2 separate regions of the Rattus norvegicus genome follow, and region 1 is linked to region 2. Evidence: chromatin contacts called from public Hi-C data. All regions are on one chromosome and are shown on one strand. Each heading gives the region's core, a stretch centred on a gene start, on an enhancer-like site or on the middle of the called end of the contact. The rest is flanking DNA. Distances are from core to core; before and after follow the strand shown.

The links. A called contact is a pair of places that touch in the nucleus more often than the background predicts.
Region 1: a contact with region 2 is called in a Hi-C map of Schwann cells, with 7 times the contacts expected there. The contact joins the promoter of Gnai3 here to the enhancer-like site in region 2. A contact is called at or near these places in 9 of 12 Hi-C or Micro-C datasets (Schwann cells, frontal cortex, hepatocytes and 5 more) and 1 of 1 datasets of contacts at active chromatin or transcription factors (oligodendrocytes).

Annotation. Positions count from the first base shown.
Region 1 is chr2:198,467,588-198,470,430 of GRCr8, reverse strand. It overlaps Gnai3 (G protein subunit alpha i3), which reads left to right and starts at 1,557. Exons shown (of 9, transcript NM_013106.2): 1 at 1,557-1,757. The coding sequence starts at 1,640. It overlaps LOC134485670 (a long non-coding RNA gene), which reads right to left and starts at 1,402. Exons shown (of 3, transcript XR_010063915.1): 1 at 1,262-1,402; 2 at 738-853; 3 at 1-143.
Region 2 is chr2:198,184,566-198,187,481 of GRCr8, reverse strand. No RefSeq gene overlaps it. Among named protein-coding and RNA genes, the nearest start is that of Eps8l3, 17 kb to the left of the region's middle. Within about 2 kb of position 1,496, at least 24 of the 93 cell types and tissues checked have an H3K27ac peak or open chromatin away from gene starts, as enhancers often do. A contact at or near this core is called in Schwann cells, where this site is marked.

The DNA of each region.
Region 1 (2,843 bases), core at 308-2,807, 280 kb before region 2:
CTCCCTCACATGTTGGGGAAGCAACAGGGTGAGACAATCCAGTCAGTTAGTTTTGCCAACATCTTGGTATTGAGGCGACTGCCATCCAAAAACTTTATAGACTCTCTGTTGTCAGGTGTCTCCAAGCAGCGCCTTCTAGAGGTCTGGTAGAAAGAAGGCGTGACGTTGAACCTAGGCAGATGTGCTTACTGTGGAATGTGGGAAAGGTACTTAAGTTCTCCATGCCTATTTCCTCATCAGTGACAATGGGGATCAATATTACCTACCTCACAGGGTTGTTGTGAGGATTAAGAGATGAGACATGGAAGCGCCTATCTGGTACTCAATAAATGTTGTTTTCCCTTTCCGTTTGACCCCCCCCCCCAGTACTAATCAGAAAGGAAGAGCAGACTATTTCTTTTTAATGGTCATTTGGAAATGAGTGGGAGACTTATTAGACTTGGAATTGATAAGCATTGTGGGTGACCTGGACAAGGTTAATCTAATTAAATGGTTCTAATTAATTAATTTTTCACTATAGAGACCTTTCTGTTAGGAATTTGTATTTTAAGTTTACCTCCTACTAGAGAAATGTTTTTAAATTCCGGGGGAAAGTTTCAACAGCTGCAAAAAGTGCTCCTTCCTAAAATGGGTGGTGAGAGTCATTGTGGGGTTTTTGACAGTAAAGGTACTTCTGGATATTCTCACAGGGTTATGATTCACAAATATTCAGGAGATAGTAGAGAGGCGACTTTTACCAAACTTCCTCTTTTCTGTGGATATCACATAGGATCTCTTGTTAGATTAAAGAAGGATGCGCTGGTTTATTTCTTCTGGGTATGGAACTAAGTCCCCAATGTAGAGCCACCGGTTTCTATGGGAGAAAGGGAAGCATGGAAATGTTATAAATGAACTACAGCTATTTTCATGTCCTAATAATTACTATTTTAACGTTCTATTACTTGCTAGCAATCAAGTGATCCTTTGCCAACATAGTGCCAGGCAAACGTACAGGTTACAGAAATTCATAAGCAGTAGCAGAAGGACCAAAGATATACTTGGCATAATGGGCATAGCCTGAGGAATGGATGAAAACCCAGGCTGGGCAACTCAAAGATCAGACTGAGGGAACTTTGGCTGAAGTGTCCAACATACGGCTTTGGGCAGAGACCCCGGCTCCACAATCACAGATGAAAAGGAAAGGGTTTTGTTTTGTTTTTTTCCTAATGGAGAGGGAGATTACCCAGAGGGCTGTGAGTTCGTTTGGGAATCTGATCCTCACCGCTAAACTTCCATTGTGTCCTCAAGAGCACAACATGTGCTGGAAGTTCCCCTTTTTCTACACTTGGAATCTAAGTCCAGGAGCCCAAGAAGTAACAGGGTATTAAAGCTGGGAGGTGCGGTTCACAGGAACAACCAGGTTCTCAGGAACTTCCGCTTTCCGTACCTCCCCCGCCTCCCACTGCCACAGCGCTCTAAGTTGTAACGGCCGCTGGGCGTCGCCGGAAGTGTCGTAAACAGCAGCTATCCGGTTCTTCCGGGCGCTAGGGGAGCTGACGGAGAAGGCCACCGCCCAGCAGAAGACGCGTCTCAGCCGGTGTGTCGCGGTTCCCGCGGTGTGTGAGTGAGCCAGGGCCCGGTCCCCTCTCCGGCCGCCGTCATGGGCTGCACGTTGAGCGCCGAGGACAAGGCGGCGGTGGAGCGGAGTAAGATGATCGACCGCAACTTGCGGGAGGACGGAGAGAAAGCGGCCAAAGAAGTGAAGCTGCTGCTGCTCGGTGAGGGGCTGGGGGCGGAGCTGGAGTGCTGGGGCCGGAGAGCCGGGCCTGGGAGCAGCTTGAGCTGATAGGGGTCTGGCCAGGCCGGCGGAAAGGACCCCAAAGGGACAGGGAGGGACTCGACATGGGGCGGGTGCTGGGCTTGGTGATTGAGGCCCCGGAAGGCGTGGGGATTTCAGGTTGGAGAGGGTGTAACCCAGCTTGGATGGTGTTTAGCAGAGTTGGGGAGTTTGGAGCCCTGAGACTATGTTGGGAATCCAGGAAAGGCTCCTAAAGGGAGGGACCGATATTGAGGAGGTTTCACATTGAACTAGAACGTGTTGAAGAAGATAGTGTATGGCGTCTGGTGGATCTATCTAGGGTTTGCGTGAGTTTGATACTTGATGTCAGGATAAAGCTGGAAGGATTGAATGATTAAATAGTAAAGCTAGGACAGAGAGGCCACATAAAGAACCTGCTCGCAAGTCTTTTTTGTACTGTTAGTAAGTGGATTGTCCAGGAACGCCCAGGAGGCGGGTGAAATAAATGACAGGTTCTTAGATGTAAAAGAAAAGAACTTGGGTGCAGAGGCCGCCTATACTTTTTCAACTTTTCTTATCTTTGTTTAATTCTCTTGAAGTTCTGTAACTCCTGTTTTTATTAAAGGGATAGGGATGTGTAAGCTGGGAAAATTGAAAGAATGCCGTTTTGAGGTTTGATAGAAGACAGTGAATAACAGTGGGACCATGTGTATCGGGAATAGTATAGGATAACATATGGACTGGGCTATTTTTATTGTAAAGATTGTAATCGTGATACATTTGGGAGGAGGTGATTTTTAGTGGGTTTTTCCCCACTAAAAAGTAAAAGTATTGGCTTTCAGACTACAAACAGCGTGTTGCCTTACACCTTATATCTAGTCAAACGTGTTTTAGTCAGAATAATTTAGGTTTAAGCTTTGATAGGCCCAGTAAATCATATAAACTTCTCTGGTATTAGTTTACCAGTAAATCCAGCTGTAATCATTATTCATATATTTGAGGAATCTGTTAGATGAGAATAATTAGGAGTCACGGGTTCTGTAAGCAGCAGAACTTTTTAGATAAA
Region 2 (2,916 bases), core at 247-2,746:
GGCTTCAGCCTTGCCTTGGTCCAGTGTTTCCTCACTGAGCTCCCCTCCACCCTTTGCGAATGGTGTTTTGCATTCTGTGCAGTTGTACTTATTCTGCTCTAGCTTCGAATCTATCAAAGATTACAGCTAAGAGACTGCCATGAGGCTCAGAAGAGACTCTGGGCTTTTAAACAGTACTGACTCTGTTACAGACTTTTGAAGTTGGACTAAGTGCATTTTTGTGTTGTGACAGGGCTACAAGCCTATGGGAGGCCAGGGAGTGGAATGTGGTGGTTTGAATAGGAATGACCTATTGTTGGAGGAAGTGTGTCACTGTGGGTGGGCTTTGGGCTTCTAAATGCTTGAGTCAGGCCCAGTCTCTCTCTCTCTCCCGCTCCCTCCCTCCCTCCCTCTCTCCCTCCCTCCCTCTCTCCCTCCCTCCCTCCTTCCCTCCCTCCCTCCCTCCCTCTGCCTGCTGCTTGCAGATCTGGATGTAGAACTTTCAGCTCCTCTCCAACACCATGCCACATGCTTCCCGACACAAGGACAGTGAACTAAACCTCTGAACTGTAAACCAGCCCCAATCAAATGCTTTCTTTTATAAAAATTGCTATGGTTAGAGCCTCTCCACAGCAATAGAACTTTGACTAAGACATCTGCTTAAAAAAATATTTTAAAAGCTGGGCCGTGGTGGCACATGACTTAAAGCTCAGTACTGGGGAGGCAGAGGCAGGTGGATCTTTGTGAGTTTGAGGCTAGCCTGGTCTACAGAGCTAGTTCCAGGACAGCCAGGGCTACACAAAGAAACCTTGTCTCAAATGTATGTATAGGGAAGGCTACATGTCTGGGGATTTACCACTGACTCTTCCTGTCAGCCAGGAATAATTCTTGTAAGGTCAAGAGATCTAGGCATGATCAGAAACCTACCCTACAGCCACGCCACCTCTCTTGGAAGGATTCTAGCAGGCTGCACAATGAGGCCACTCAGGGCCAGTCGGGGGTGAGGCTAGAATATGGGAACGGTCCTTTCACAGCTAGACTGGGTCCTCCACGAATGTGCTCAAACCCTGAGCCTGTCCATACACACTCCAATGCGAGACTCGCCTTTGATATAGCTGAGATGAAGGCTGGAGAAGAGGCAAAACCTGAACCAGTCTTGAATATGGAAAGACCAAGCTCAGTGTTGGCAGAGAGCCAGCGCATGCAGGCTGGGGTCAGGCTTCGTGCATCAGCATGTGAAGGAGGAGTGATTGCTTGGAAAGGGACATTGGAGCTAGATCCCATTTTTCCAGGCCAGAGAGTTTAAACTCCATCCAAAAGGTCAAAATGAGAGCCTATGACAGTGTGCTGGGGTTGGGTGGGTTAATTTACAGAAAGTTCTGTCACCAGAGAAATGGTAGTTTCCAGTAATGGCCAGCAGAGGGCAGCTCTAACTCACATTTCCTTAGCCCCAAACCTGTTCAACATAAATCTAAGATCCTGGCCTGGCTCTTTAGAGAGGGAAGAAAAGCACCAGTTGGCAAAGGAAAAACGGGCCAGCTGTGCGCAGCTGGAGGAGAGGGATACTGGCCATTTATGGCCAGTTGAAGCGAGGTCAGGTGATATACCCCACATAGCCTACTTCCTTCCTAGCTGTACAGGCCTTTGGTATCCTTAGCCACTCTTTCCCTGTAAGGAAAATTACAGAATCCAATTGGTGTCTGAGTTTAGCTTCTGGGGGTTGCCAGTCTCTTTGGAATCAAACCAAACAGAAGAATTCATGTGGCTGAGGAGAAAGAAATGCAGGGCCTTTGATCTTTCCTTCCCTAAGAAGGTCGGGGGAATTGTCAGGATGAGGGGAAGGTGTTCTATCCTTGGGCATCTCACAGGTGCTTAGCCAGCCAGTTCTGTGCTAGGGGCCAAGAGGCAGAATGCCAGGTAAGTACCCCACCTTCCCAGACCCCCCAGTTCACACTGAACACCGTTTGACCCAGCTGATAGGGACGGAAGGTGATGTAGACGCAGGAGAAAGGACTGTTCCTCCTCTGGGCAGGGAGCTAGAGGTTTTGATGGAGGATCTGACATAGGAGGGAGGCACTGGAACGTGGATAGGGTTTTATCGGCTGAAGAGGGAAGAACAACCCTGACAGGACCCGCGTGAGCAGAAGCACCAGGCTGACTCTGCCTGCAGAGAACACTGATGATCTTGTCAATGAATATGGTTAGAGGTGCCTTTAAATAACCTTTGGGTGAACTTTGGGCCTCTGGCCAGTGTTAGTTCTCATCTTCAAACCACCTTGTGCTGTCACCGTCTCCACAGATGACAAGTCGGAAAATTAAAGCGACAGTCCTAGTAAGTAGCCCGGGAGCCTCGTAAGATGATGTTCCTGTTCCGGCTCATGTGACCCCACGGTGCACCTACTAGTTAGGGGGTATATGTGATGTGCATGGAGAACAAAGACATAGGTCTTTCTGTCCTGAGAGGGGTCTCCATTTTTGGCTTTTTCCTCTCTGCTGGAGCTATAAGATCTTCTGGCTAGAAACCCATCCTCAAAGAGCCGCTCATACGTGTATTTCTTTTTTCACACTTTTCCTTTACCTTTTTCAGAGGATTTCCTGTGTGAACTGTGCCCTTGTGGGCCAGAGTTTGGGTCCCCCGACTCCACCCCAGGCAATGTCAGTGGAGGAATGTATTCCATCCGATTGGCCTTGTAGGCAAGTCTGTAGGGCATTTTGTTAGCTAATGTTTTAATATTTGATGTGGGAGGAGAGCCCATCCCACCATGGGCAGCGGTATCCCCTAGGCAGGTGGTCCTGAGCTGTATGAGAAGCGAGCTGAGCAAGCCATGAGCCGTGGAGAGCACGCCAGTAATCAAGTCTCCCCCATAGCTCCTGCCTCTGTTGTGGCTTCAATTCCTGTTCTGACTTCCTCTGTTGATGGATTCTAATCTGTAAACC